Regions from separate parts of the Sus scrofa genome. Here region 1 is linked to region 2. A link is a contact called in public promoter capture Hi-C data. All regions are on one chromosome and are shown on one strand. The core of a region is the stretch at or near the end of the contact, and the rest is flanking DNA. Distances in the headings are between cores, read along the strand shown. Region 1 overlaps PBLD (phenazine biosynthesis-like domain-containing protein). Region 2 holds the start of ATOH7 (protein atonal homolog 7).

Region 1 (7,024 bases), core at 2,816-5,315, 65 kb after region 2:
GGAGGTGATTTTTGATTGTCATGATGAGGGGAGGAGGGACAACTACTGTCATCTAGTGGGTAAAGGCCTGGGATCTGTCAAACATTTAACAATGTACATGATAGCCTCACACAATAAAAAACTTTCCAGGAGTTCCCTTCGTGGCTCAGCGGTTAAATAACCCGACTAGGATCTACGAGGTTGCAGGTTCAATCCCTGGCCTCGCTCAGTGGGTTAAGGATCCGGCATTGCTGTGAGCTGTGGTGTAGGTTGAAGATGCAGCTCAGATCCTGCGTTACTGTGACTGAGGTGTAGGCTGGCAGCTGTAGCTCCGATTCGACCCCTAGCCTGGGAACCTCCACATGTCACAAGTGTGGTCCTAAAAAGCCAAAAGCAAAAAACAAACAAACAAACAAAAAAAGCCCAAAACTTTCCAGTCCAAAATGTCAATAACACCGCTATTGAGAAGCCCTGCCCTAAACACACACACACAAAACAACAACAAAAACTTTTAAGGCTTTGTTAGAATATGAAGGAGAATAAATATGGGCTCCCTGCCCCACTGATATGTTATTTTCACTAAATATTAAAGCCGGTTTATAGAAAAATAAACCAAGTGTCACCCCTTATCACACTATAGCCCTCTGACCTATTCCAACAGTTGGTCAGGAGTTCCTATAGTTTTTTACACAGCTGTCATTGTAATGTATCTATTCCATTTTTTGAAATATTGTTTCTAGGAGTTCCCTGGTGGCACAGTAGGTTAAGGATCTGGCATTGTCACTGTAGTGATTTGGGTCACTACCATGACATGGGTTTGATCCCTGGCCCGGAAACTTCCATATGCTGTGGGCGTGGCCAAAAAGATTTAAAATATGGTTTCTATACATTTTCAATATCTCTGCATGGCCTTTATTATAAAACTCTCAAGCATTTGAGGACAACCCTCAAATTTTGAAAGTTTTAAATATTTTTTTTGGTCTTTTTTTAGGGCTGCACCTATGGCATATGTAAGTTCCCAGGCTAGGGGTCGATCTGGAGCTGCAGCTGTCAGCCTAACCACAGCTTACAGCAATGTGGGATTCTTAACCCACTAAGCAAGACCAGGGATCAAACCCATATCCTCTTGGACACTAGTTGGGTTCATGGCCCCTGAGCCACAACAGGAACTCCTAAATATTTTTCAAATATCTGCTTCATGTTTCATTAGCCCTTAATTTTTGTTTGCACCTAATGTGAAATGTTATAAGTTCCTCGTGTGAAAATTTAAGTGCACTTGTCTAGAAAGGAAAAGAAAAAAAATTTAGAATATCATAGTAGCTCTGGGAATGTTGTTACTCAGGATTTTTTACATTCCTTCCAGCAGCCTTTTATCAAGTATTCAAAAAGCCCAAAGTGCAATTATGCAGTCTTTAGTCTGTCTACCAAGTTTTTCTGAGATTAGTCTCATCTCAGTCAAATTTTATTTCTGATATCGTTTTATTTATTTTTGCTTTTTAGGGCCACATACGCAGTATACAGAGGTTCCCAGGCTAGGGGCTGAATCAGAGCTATAGCTGCCAGCCTACACCACAGCCACAGCAACTCAGGATCCGAGCTGTGTCTGCAACCTACACCACAACTCATGGCAAAGCCAGATTTTTAACCCACTGAGCAAGGCCAGGGATTGGACCGTCAACCTCATGGTTCTTAGTCCAATTTGTTTCTGCTGTGCCACAACGGGAATTCCTCAGTCAAATTTTAAATAATTTTAAACAAAATGAAACAAAAAAAAATATTCCTCTGAAGCCCTGGACTTAACATGTGAAGACTTTTCTCCCCCAAAAAATCCAGTTATTCCGTGCTCTGAGTCCCCATGGTCTTTCAGCCTCTGCGGTGACTACTGAATAGAGGTCACATTTACATGTCTATTTCCCCTGCTGGACTCTGAGCACCTCAGGGTGCTTAGTAAGTGCACACTTATCAATCTTCATACCTCCTGTCCCTACCCCGGAACCTGGTTCATGGTAGATGTAGACAAATATTTGTAGACTACATAATGACAGGCTAATACCTACTGAGTTGTGGTCAGCTTTGTGAGGTTTAACAATTACCTGTCTCTGATATTGTCCTGAGTTTCCCTGTGTTCTCTCTAGGGGTTTCAGGTGTCCACTGTCTCCAGCCATGAGTAAAAGAATCCAAGGGTAGAAACAACAGTTTCTATGTCCATTTTAATTTCTATTAATTATGCATTGAAGAAAGTGCTAAATTGGCCCCCAGGAGAGCAGGATTCTCATGTCTACAGAATAGAAAACTAGCAAAACTAGCTTCTAGATATCTATTCAGTTGTCCCTGACAGGCCATCAAACTAATCTGGTCTCACAGGTCCAAGGCACAGAAGAAGTGAAATGAGAGACTCTTTAGAGAGGGTCCCTGGATCGCAGACTAATCTCCTTTATTCTTTTTTCCATTTGTACTAAAGCATATTTCTTTAAACAGCATTAAAGCCTTTTGTTTAACATTTTATTTCCTAGCTTTTCCAAATATATAAATAACATGCAAAATATAGTTTAATGGAGAGAGAGAGAAAGCTCCTAAGATCCTAAGTCTGGAGTTCAGTGAATGAGCTGGAGGTAAAATGGAGTAAATTGAGGGGCACTCCCATCATGGCTCATCTGACTAGTATCCACGAGGATGCAGGGTCGATCCCTGGCCATGCTCAGTAGGTTAAGGATCTGGCATTGTCATGAACTGTGGTGTAGGCTGCAGATGTGTCTCAGATCAGTGCTGCTGTGGCTGTGGTGTAGGCCAGCGGCTACAGCTCCGATTCAACCCCTAGCCTGGGAACTTCCATATGTTGTGGGTACGGCCCTAAAAAGACAAAAAAATAAGAGTCAAATTGAGGAATAAAACTAATTCTTGTCATCTGGTGAAAACTGAGTACATAAATCACTCAAAACTTTTTTCAAAATTCTTCAAGAGCATTTCATGGGGACATGGGGCAAATATACAGACTCTTGACGAGTAAGTTTGGTCTACTCCACAAGTCCTTAACATGAAGTTATGTTTGCCATATTGTTTCTTTTTTTCACTTTATTTTCTTTTTAGGGCTGAACCTGTGGCATATGGAAGTTTCCAGGCTAGGAGGTGAATAGAAGTCAGCTGCTGGCCTACGCCACTGCCACAGCTACACCAGATGCCAGCCACATCTTCAATATGCCACATCTTGCCACAATGCCAGATCCTTAACCCATTGAGCAAGGGCTGGGATTGAACCCGAATCCTCACGTATGCTATGTCAGTTCTTAATGGGAACTCCTGTCATATTGTTTCTAAAGAAAGTTCACGACTTAGAATTTGGCTGTTAATTATTATCTCACTAACACTGCCAAGCTCTGGTGTTACTTGTTAAAGCCTATTACCTTTATTACTTTCTGCATTTTGTAGTTGGAAAATGCCAGCTGCAAGGCTGCATAATGAATGCGTCATGAAGGTAAGATACGGACCCTTGACCCTGGACCATTTTGCTGCTCCAGCTGAGGAACCAAATAAGTATACCAAGGACTCCATTAACAATATTCACCTGTCTCAGCTCAACTTCAGCCAGTCTCGATCTTGGTTCACCCTAGAATCACTAGCGGAGCTTTAAAAAAACAGTGCTGCTTTAAAAAACAGTGGAGCTTTGGAGTTCCCGTTGTGGCTCAGGGGGTTAAGAATCCGACATACTGTCAGTTTGAACCCTGTCAGCCTCACACAGTGGGTTAAGGATCCAGCATTGCCACAAGCCGTGGTGTAGAGCACAGATGCAGGACCCCAAGCCCAGGAACTTCCATGTGCTGCAGGTATGGCTGTAAAAAGAAAAAAATACAATTTTAAAACAGTGGAGCTTTAGAAAACAAACCCATCTCCAGAGATCCTGTTGTGATTCACCAGGATGCAGCCTGGGTACAGGAATTTTTAAAGCATCTCGAGTAATTTTAATGTGCAGCCAGCTTGACAGTCACTGCACTCGAAAGCCCTAACTTAGTAAGACTTATTTAGGATCTTCAATTGCTCACTCTTGTTTCTAAAGGAATTCTCAGATAATCTACCCTTGTACTAACTGCTCTGAGTGGAAGGGTACCTTGACTTGTTTCCCAACACCCAGGTAATAACACAAAGCAGCTAAGGTCAAGGAATAATTAACTATTCTGTTAATATTTACCTAATCAAAGGGCCATTTTAAAAATGAGACTTGCAGTAAACTGAATTCTCCCTAGGTTAGAGTTTAATTCCTTCTATCTTTCTATTAAATCACTTCATTGCAAAATGTTTTCTTGACTTTGAGAATAATTTCTAATTGTCTGAACCACAGGTAAGGTTAAAAATATCCAGCTAGAATCTTTTATGAAAAATACAGTATCAGCCATGTCCAGTCACATGAAACTCATCCAATTTCATTCTGCTCCACATTTGGTGCTAACTAAATGAAAACACAATGACTAGAAGGGACTTTGACTTTTTTTAAAATTGGATCTAATTCTTCTTTACGTGAATCTTCATTTCTCTAGATCTAAGCATTTAGGTGTAAGCAGTCTCATAATATAATCTGGTCAAAATTAACTTGCAGACATGCACATTGCTGATATCATCTGACAAAGAACACAATCAAAGAGATAAACAAACCAGGTGAATTTTTTTTTTTTTTTAAGAAATACTTGGTTCTACAGAAATCTAGAATTTCAGGCACTGCACTTCAAATACTACTTACATTTTCTAGGAGGCAAACAGCAGCAGGATTCCCACGAAATGCTTTTGCTGTGAATGCATCTGCTATGAAAATAGGGAGCTTCATTTTCCTTGTAAGCACTTCTGCAAGTTCTCAAAATTTCTGATAGCCTGCTTTCCTTCTTGTTGCTGCAAAAAATAAAGTTAATGTTTTACTTGATGTACATAAGCAACCAGCATTTCCTAGGTACAAAGTCAAGCAATTATTCTAACTTACCCACAATTAAAAATAAGTGATCCTCTGATTAATTTTAAACCTCTAAATTGAATTTGTTTTAAAATAGTAGGTGAATATTTTCTTTTCATATTGTACATATACTTAACAACAGAATCATATTCTTAAAAGAGCCAAAACTATCTTAGGCTATCTACCTATCTATTTATCTACATTTTTTTTGCTGCCCCACAGTTGTGACCTAAGATGCAGTTGCAGCAGTGCTGAACCCTTAACCCACTGTTTCAGGCCTGGAATGGAACCTGCATCCCAGTGCTTCCAAGACACCACTGATTCCATTACACCACAGCAGGAACTCCACTTAGGCTATATTTTTAAAGAAGTGCATGAAACTTCCAAGGGGACATATATATATGTTGCTTAAGGTTTCCCAAAGAATATATGCACCCCACCTTTTTAACCCCAAACCTGCGGCATATGGAAGTTTCCAGGCTAGGGGTTGAATTGGAGCTGCAGCTATGTCAGAGTACACAATACCTATGCCACAGCAATGCCAGATCTGAGCTGCTTCTGCGACCTATGCTGCAGATTGTGGCAACACAGGATCCTCAACCCAATGAACAAGGCCAGGAATTGAATGCACATCATCATGGATACTATGTTGGGTTCTTAAGCCACCAAGCCACAACAGGAACTCATGCCTTTTTAAAAGAATACATTTTTTGGAGTTCCCGTTGTGGCTCGGCAGGTTAAGAACCTGACTAATGTTCATAGGGACATGGATTTGATCCCTAGCCTGGCTGAGTGGGTTGAGGATCAGGTGTTGCCATGAGCTGTGGTGTAGGTTGCAGACGAAGCTCGGGTTTGGCATTACTGTGGCTGGGGTGTGGGCTGGCAACTCCTGCTCCAATTCAACCCCTGGCCTAGGAACTTCTGTGTGCCTTGGGTGTGGCTCTAAAAAGACAAAAAAAAAAAAAAAAAAAAAAAAAAAACCATTTTTTCTAATTTTAAAAAAGATGCCCATTATAAAAAAAGAAAACCGTGGAAAATCAAAAAGTGACCCATAACCATGCAAATCAGCAATAAATTTTTTTTTTGGGGGGGACTTAACATAGTCAAAGGAACCTCGTGCTTTAATTTGTTGGTGTTATTTTACAAATCTGCAGTAGAAAGTTTTTTGAGCTCATGACATAAATTTGTTAAAGTAAACCTTTTCACTATAAGAATAATACCTCCTCTTTACTGAAAACCATAAAATACAGAAAAGCAGGGAGTGGGGTGTCTCCCGTATTTTCATTTCCCAGAGATAAATCCTGTGAATATTCTGGGTGTCTTCTTTGCTCTACTAGAAAGCCTGGATTTTTTTTATAGGCATGGAAGATTCCTCTCTCCCAAAGTTACAGACTTCAAAAAAATTCAGTGAATTAGGGGGTGCTTTGTTTAAATCTAAAAGAAATTAACCTATCCTAACATGCATACTAGTCAGGTTCATAACCCAGTGAGCCAAAACAGGAACTCTCTTTAATCACAATTTATACCTTTTTGTTTTATTTTATTTTTATTTTTATTTTATTTTTTTTTAGGGCTGTACCCATGGCATGTGGAAGTTCCCAAGCTAAGGGTCAAATTAGAGCTGTAGCTGCCAGCCTATGCCACAGCCTCAGCCACAGCAACTTGGAATCTGAGCCATGTCTGTGACCTACATCACTGCTCACAACAACGCAAGATCCTAAACCCACTGAGCGAGGCCAGGGATTGAACCCACAACCTCATGGATATTAGCTGGGTTTGTTACCACTGAACCATGAATTGGGAACTCCAATTTTTACTTTTTTAACAGTATAATATGAGTACAAATGCTTCATAATTCTTAAAAAAAATCATTTAAATAGATTTACAATAGGTTCATGGATGTGCTATAAATTATTTAACCATTTTTCCCTTTGGTGAATATTTATTTCTAACTTTTCACTTATAATGTAGGCATTCCCACTGTGGCTCAGCAGTAATGAACCCAAATAGTATCCATGAGGACTCGGTTCAATCCCTTGCCTTGCTCAGTGGGTTGGGGATCCAGTGTTGTCACAAGCTGTGGTGTAGATCTAAGACATGGCTCAGATCTGG
Region 2 (6,657 bases), core at 1,180-3,679:
TAAGGAATTAGTAGTTAGTAGTTGGCTTAATATGGAAAATAAAATATTGAGGAACTATATATCTAGTTGCTTTAAAGCTAAATATTATTTCAATTAAATTAATCTTTTTGAAAAACTATGAAAAATATATCTATATTTCCAAGTTGATGGGAAAAACTTCCAAGCTAATTACTTCCACTCTCATCAGCTTGTCGTTTTTTGATGAAGTATTCAAAAACAGCACTTTTGCCAACCGGTGGGATTAGATTTAAACACTCCGCATCTTTACTCAGGGAAGCACTCAATGTTATCACCCCCCAAACAGGCCCTTAGTGAAATCAGGAAACTTGGCATGAAAAAGAAACCCACGTTTTTAATTATATTTTACAAAATCTACTTTAATAATGGATATACAGTTTTTAAAAAATACTGAGCACTTACGCCCATGTACTCTACGAAGAAAAGTAAGAAAAACGTCTGACTACTTCATGCACACACACACACACAATACACTAAGCATACTGCTCTTACAAGACAGGAAGGCAGCTCTGCATTAAGCAAACACAAGTAATAGATATTGTAACTTCACCCTAAGAGGACAAATTTACAAAATCTAAAAGTGATTATTTCGCTGAGGACTAAACCTGCAGTATAATCTAATCCTTCTTTTTTTAGATTGTTTTCCCTCAAAGTAGTCCAGGAAAGGGGGGAGGGGCATTAGTCTCAACAATCAAAACTATTCCATTAATGAAATCTACAACATACTAAGGAGGGAAAAAAGGCATCGCGTCCATTAGACCGAGGATGCAAATGAAAGTAACCTGGAAGTTTGCTAATTTTGTTCTAAGAATACATCCTACGCCCCACCGAAGGCCCGAGCGGCTTCTTGGGGGAAAAGGCTGTATCTCCGGAGCGCAGTCATTGAGAGTCCCATTCCCGCGAGGCTGCGCCCTAACTGGCCATCTGGAAGGACTCGGGCTGGAAGCCGAAGAGCCTTTGGCCGTACGGCTCGCTCTCGCCTGGCAGCTTCGCGCCCGCGAACGGAAGGTAGTGGTCTCGACCGAAGTGCTCACAATGGAGATTGACCCAGTCCCGCTCCGAGCCGAATCGCTCGGCCTCAGCCAGGATGCGGGTCAGAGCCATGATGTAGCTCAGCGCCATCTGCAGGGTCTCGTACTTGGACAGCTTTTTATCCTGGCCCCACTGGGGTACCACCCTGCGCAGGCGGTCGAAGGCCGTGTTGAGACCCTGCATGCGGCGGCGCTCGCGCGCGTTGGCCGCTAGGCGCCTGCGCGCCGCACTCTCCAGCCGCCCAGCCCCTGCGCACGTGCCCGCGCATTCGGCTGCGCCACCCGTGCACGGGGGCGCGGCACGCGCTCCCGCCGCCGCCGGGGGATTGCAGGGTTTGCACGACTTCATTCCCCGCCGGAAGGAGGGAGGCGCAGATCTCACTTGTCAGCTCAGGACCTGCGTGTGGGTTGGTGTATGCAGTCGCTCCGCAACTTGGTTCCTCTTAACAAATAAGTCATGCAAAAAGCAGCCCGCGTGGAATCTAAGTCTGCAGTGGGGAGTGCGGGGCTCCGCCCTTTGTCCTACTGGATAGCCAGACTGATGTCTTCACTTGCCAAAATTTAGGGGAAATTGGGATGCTGAAGAGAAGTCATTTTCCCAACATGAAACTGATGTGAGAAGGGAACCTTCTTGCAGCAGAATTGGTGTGGCTGATTCGCGGAAGGTCTCTCAAGTCCTCCGGGAAAGCCCAAGACTTCTTTTCCGGAAGACGAAATCTTTCCCGAAGCTTAGATAGGAAAGGAGCGCCTCTTCCGCAGTAGTTGTCGGAAAAGTGCCGGGTGAATCTTTGAAGGAGAATTTATAGCAGAAGGCTGAAGGAGGGAACAGGTGGTGGCAGGTGGGCGGGCGTCCCTCGGCTTCCATCTCAGCACCTTCCTACCCTGGGAACTGCAGGGGGGGAAAGGGGGACGACGCACAGCAAAATCCTGACATTACAGCCTTCGTCTGTTGGAAGTTTCTCCAAAGCTATGTCCTACACTAACACACCATCTGGAGTGGTCTGGCTGTCCCCAAGAGAATAACAAGGTGGGGGTGGGGAAGGGCTTGGTCTTTCTTTTCCCATATCAGCAGGCAGCATACATATCAAAAACTGAACCAAAGTTTTAAAATTATTAGAAATCACTTGTGTCAATATGTTGGTTTTAGATTAAGATATGTAGAAGCTTAGTGGTACAAGATTCGCTTTTCAAGATGTGACAATTTTGCATAAGGCCGACTGAATACATGCATTTGATTTTAGCTATTAAGTTGGGACAAATTAGCAGATCCTAGTATTATTTCAGACCTAAGATTTTACTGTGCAAATAATTTGGCTGTTTTCTGCAGAATATTATAGCATATCAAAAGATATTAATGTACTCACAAATGTAGAAAGCAAACTTACAGTTACCAAAGGGGTGGGGAGGGGGCCAAATTAGGAGTTTGGGGTTAACATATATGCACTACTATATATAAAATAGATGGACAAGAACCTACTATATAGCACAGGGAACTATATTCAATATCTTGTAATAACCTATAATGGAAAAGAATCTGAAAAAAATATAAATGTAAGTATGCATAACTGAATCACTCTGCTATACAACTGAAACTAATACAACTTTTTAAATTAACTATACTTCAATTAAAATGGTTAAAATAAAAAAGATATTAATGTTATGTAAAAATGTATATTATACAATATATTAGATTGCATGAGTTTGTATACTTCGGTAGATTCAGAATCTATGCCCCATTTCTCCGGACGCATATTTATAAATGTTTTCAGGACACAGATTGAGATGATAATCAATTATTTAATTTGACTTTTACATCTAATAAAACTAATTATAATGCAAATATATGTGTGAAAGTGAAGCATCTAAGTGATTTGTGAGGTTTTAAAAAATAATTCCTAATGGAAGATTTTTTTTTCCCCACCTCATAAAGCTATAAATATTTCATACTACTTGGAACTTGTGTCAACTGTCCTTAGGAATAATACTGAAGCATGATTTCCACTATTGATAGTGAAATGATTTATATATAGATAAGCCATTAAGTTGATTCTCTTATCTCAGCCTCTTTCTACTTCTTTAGAAGAGTAAAGTAGCAAGGAAACCAGCTCAAATAGATTCAAGCCAGAATCATTTCTGAATTCTTTGGGAAGACCAAGTATGTTCTTTCCCCTCTTGAAATATGGATTATGTTGGCATTATTCCCAAATATTTTTGTATAATTAAATTATCAACAAGCTCCCACAAATCAGTTTTTTAATAATCAATGAATTTTATTAAATTTATAACTGTACAACCATCATCACAACCCAAATTTAGAACATTTCCATCCCAAACCCCTAGTCCACCCCTCCGTCCCCAACACCTGTCCCCTTTGGTAATCATAAATTTTCTAGTCTGTGATTCTTTTTCTCTTCTGCAAATAAGTTCATTTGTATTCTTTTTTAAGATTCCTTTTAACTGTGTCTTGCTTCCCTTGCCATTGCTTTAGACCAAAACCCTATTGTGACTGCCCTGACTCCAAGTCCTGTCTTCCCATAAATAGTTGATTAATCCCCAGCTGAAGCAATGACAATGAAATGAAGTTGAGTAACATGAAGACAATAGAATGCAATTGAACATTAATGATCTCCAGCATGACAGATGTTGAACACAGAATTTTGCATGGAGCCACTCAGCTCTATTACTCTGATTCTTAACAGTCTTGGTCAGGAACAGCAGTCCTGTGACAGGAGGATGTTTGATGACTATGTTTAGTCATCAGAATGTCAAATACTTTTTTTTGAGTTTTCATGGAAATCGGGTCTACCAATGCTATTATTTCTCCTGTTCATTTATCTTTTCCCTTTCCCCCAACAAGCCTTTTCTGTGCTACTCTTTGGAATGTTTCCCTACAAAACATACTGTTCTGGACACTTTTGACCAAAGTGCTAATGAGATGCAGGATTTTGCAGGCCGTGTATTCACAGTTGGTGAGATTATAGCCTGTGCACCAAGAGAACAGCAAACACAACTTGAAGAGAAAAAGGAAACCCAGCAGTATGCACACAGCGTGGTTATATTAGAACATACGCTAGCAGCTATCTGTGACATGAAATTGATCCAAGGATAGAAAGTATTTCTGCAGTAAAAAGGCCTTAGAAGGTATTTAGTAATTCACTTCCCAGATGCATTCTGAAGGATAATTTATTAGTACTACAAAGGTGCTTCTGGGAGAAGATTATTCTACTGTCCAGTATATTTGGGAAACACATTTGTTTTCTTCTGTTTAGAGAGTCATGAAGCAAAATTGGTAAGGTTTCTGAGAAGTCTTGGCATAAAGAAACCATCTGACTCCAGAGTTTCCTAGACCTCCTTGAACATAGAACCTTTTATTTTTCCCCAGAAAAGCCTATTAACAAAGTTTCTTGAAATATCCACTTCTAAACCTGCTCTAATACCTTCCATTAATTTTGCAGAGGATGAGACTGAGATCCAGAGACTAAACATTATGTTCAAAGGTGCTGAGCAATTTAATGACTGAATTAAGAAGTCAAATCTCCTGTATCATCTAATTTTAGAGGTTTTAAAATTGAGGTCACTTAATACAACTTACAAAATGGGGCCCTGAGATCCACCAATCACTAGTGAAATTTTTGGAAATAAAATTAGAAAGGATAAAGGATAATGTGATTTATTTTATCACCCTGGTGCCTAGCACAGTACCTAGAAAATAACAGATAATAAACAACCCAGGCTAAGGGGCTGCAAAAATGTTATATAAATGATAGATACAGATGAGAATGAATGCATTCCTAGTGGATAACCCATATGAATAATTTATATTTCTTTACTTTTTAAAAAGCACACACTGAATCCATATTTTGAATGCAGAATTGATTCTTTCTTATCAGAAAACATATTTATAGCCATTTGAGCCAAAAGAACATACATGTCAGACTAATTTCCACCATATTTCTATACTGAGAACATGAACCTACCAGATGAACTGGCAGTTACTGTATGTCTAGGGTTGGCCAGAAATCAAAACTGGCAGATAGAATCATGAGAGAGGGGAAAATAGAAACATCTTACACCTGTAGTAGAAAACCAGGAGAAACATTAGAGATAAAAGATCAATGGCTGGAAATTATTACATAGGACAGATAGAATAGGTAAAAGGGTAAACATTCTTTTATTATCCAAAACCATTTTTAATTTTTTAAATAAATACTGTCCAAAGACACACAGTTAGGAGTTCCCTCTGTGGAATGGTGGATTAAGAATCCAACCGCAGCAGTTCAAGTCACTGCAGAGGTGTAGATTAGATCCCAGGCCCTGCACAGTGGGTTAAGGATCTGGCATTACCACAGCTGCAACATAGGTCCCAACTGCAGCTCAGATTCAATCCCTGGCCCAGGAACTTCATATGCCATGGGTGCAGCCATAAAACACACACACACACATAATTATAAGAAAGAGAGGAAAACACTTGTTCATTCTGAATGCGCAAGAAAAATATGGAAAATGAGGAAAGGGCTTCCCTCTGGAGCAAGTGGCAATTGGAGGCCTCTCAGTCCCTGAGAGACTCAGAGGTAAGCCAGCAAAAGACCAAGGAAAGATGAAGGTGAGTTCCACTTATACTTCATTAAAGGCCAGAAGGGCAGTCTTAAAAGTTCTTGTAACTTTGAAACATGCTATGTAGTTACCAGTCAAGAAAAAACCTGCAAAAGCATATAAAAGTTTAGAGAAAGGAAGAGGGAGCTAAGTCTTGCATCTCTGGCCCCTGCCCCTCAAAAGTTCAGGGAAGAGAAAACCCAACGGAGGGCAGAAATTAAGAAGGGGCAGAGACTCAGAATGGGGCCAAGAGAAATATGAAAGAGATGGGGACATTGTCCTAGGCCCCAGAAGTGACCATTCACCTTCAGAAAGTGCAGGCTCCCAACCCCCAGTCACTTGACTCACTGCTCTAGAATTCCAGCTTGGCAGTCTTAGTTTCTAGTCACCAGGAGCCAGAATGACTTGCATGGTTTGGACTCTGCCTTCACTCTTCTCCATGGTGCATCTTACCCTCCTCTAAGCATCCTCCTTGATAGCAGTTTTGAATCCTGGATCTCCTTTCAACTAGCTCTGTGCTCTTAGGAGTATCACTTCTCTGATTTCTCTATCTGCAAAGTGCTATCATAATACCTCTCGGGGCAGTAGTGAGCATTAAATGAGATTGTACTCGTAAAGGATTCTGCCTGGTTCCTAAGAAAGTCACTCTTTTTGAGGGGACGAGCAGGGTTCAGGGTGTTGAGGCTGGAACAACATGAATTGAATTGTGGGTATTTTTTCCTTTTTGTGTGTGTGTGTCTTTTGTCTTTTTAGGGCCAAACCCAAGGCATATGGAGGCTCCCAGGCTACAGATCTAATCAGAGCTATAGCCGCTAGCCTACACCACAGCCACAGCAACACCAGATCCAAGCCACGTCTGCAACCTACACCACAGCTCACTGCAACGCCGGATCCTTAACCCACTGAGCAAGGCCAGATCAAACCTGCAACCTCATGGTTCCTAGTCAGATTCATTAATCACTGAGCCACAATGGGGACTCCCAAAAGTCACTCTTTATTTTATTTTTGTTTTTTC

Evidence for each region. Promoter capture Hi-C pulls out the DNA fragments that hold promoters and counts their contacts.
Region 1: a contact with region 2 is called in a promoter capture Hi-C map of fetal liver, with 2.8 times the contacts expected there. The contact joins the enhancer-like site here to the promoter of ATOH7 in region 2. A contact is called at or near these places in 1 of 5 promoter capture datasets (fetal liver), 15 of 47 Hi-C or Micro-C datasets (adipose tissue, blood, embryonic fibroblasts and 8 more) and 1 of 2 datasets of contacts at active chromatin or transcription factors (skeletal muscle).

Annotation. Positions count from the first base shown.
Region 1 is chr14:71,463,891-71,470,914 of Sscrofa11.1, forward strand. PBLD (phenazine biosynthesis-like domain-containing protein) reads right to left here. Exons shown (of 10, transcript XM_021073523.1): 2 at 4,709-4,854. The coding sequence starts at 4,792. Among named protein-coding and RNA genes, the nearest start is that of HNRNPH3, 19 kb to the right of the region's middle. Within about 2 kb of position 4,066, at least 11 of the 83 cell types and tissues checked have an H3K27ac peak or open chromatin away from gene starts, as enhancers often do. A contact at or near this core is called in fetal liver and liver, where this site is marked.
Region 2 is chr14:71,400,050-71,406,706 of Sscrofa11.1, forward strand. ATOH7 (protein atonal homolog 7) reads right to left here and starts at 2,430. Exons shown (of 1, transcript XM_005671039.3): 1 at 1-2,430. The coding sequence starts at 1,398. The coding sequence ends at 931.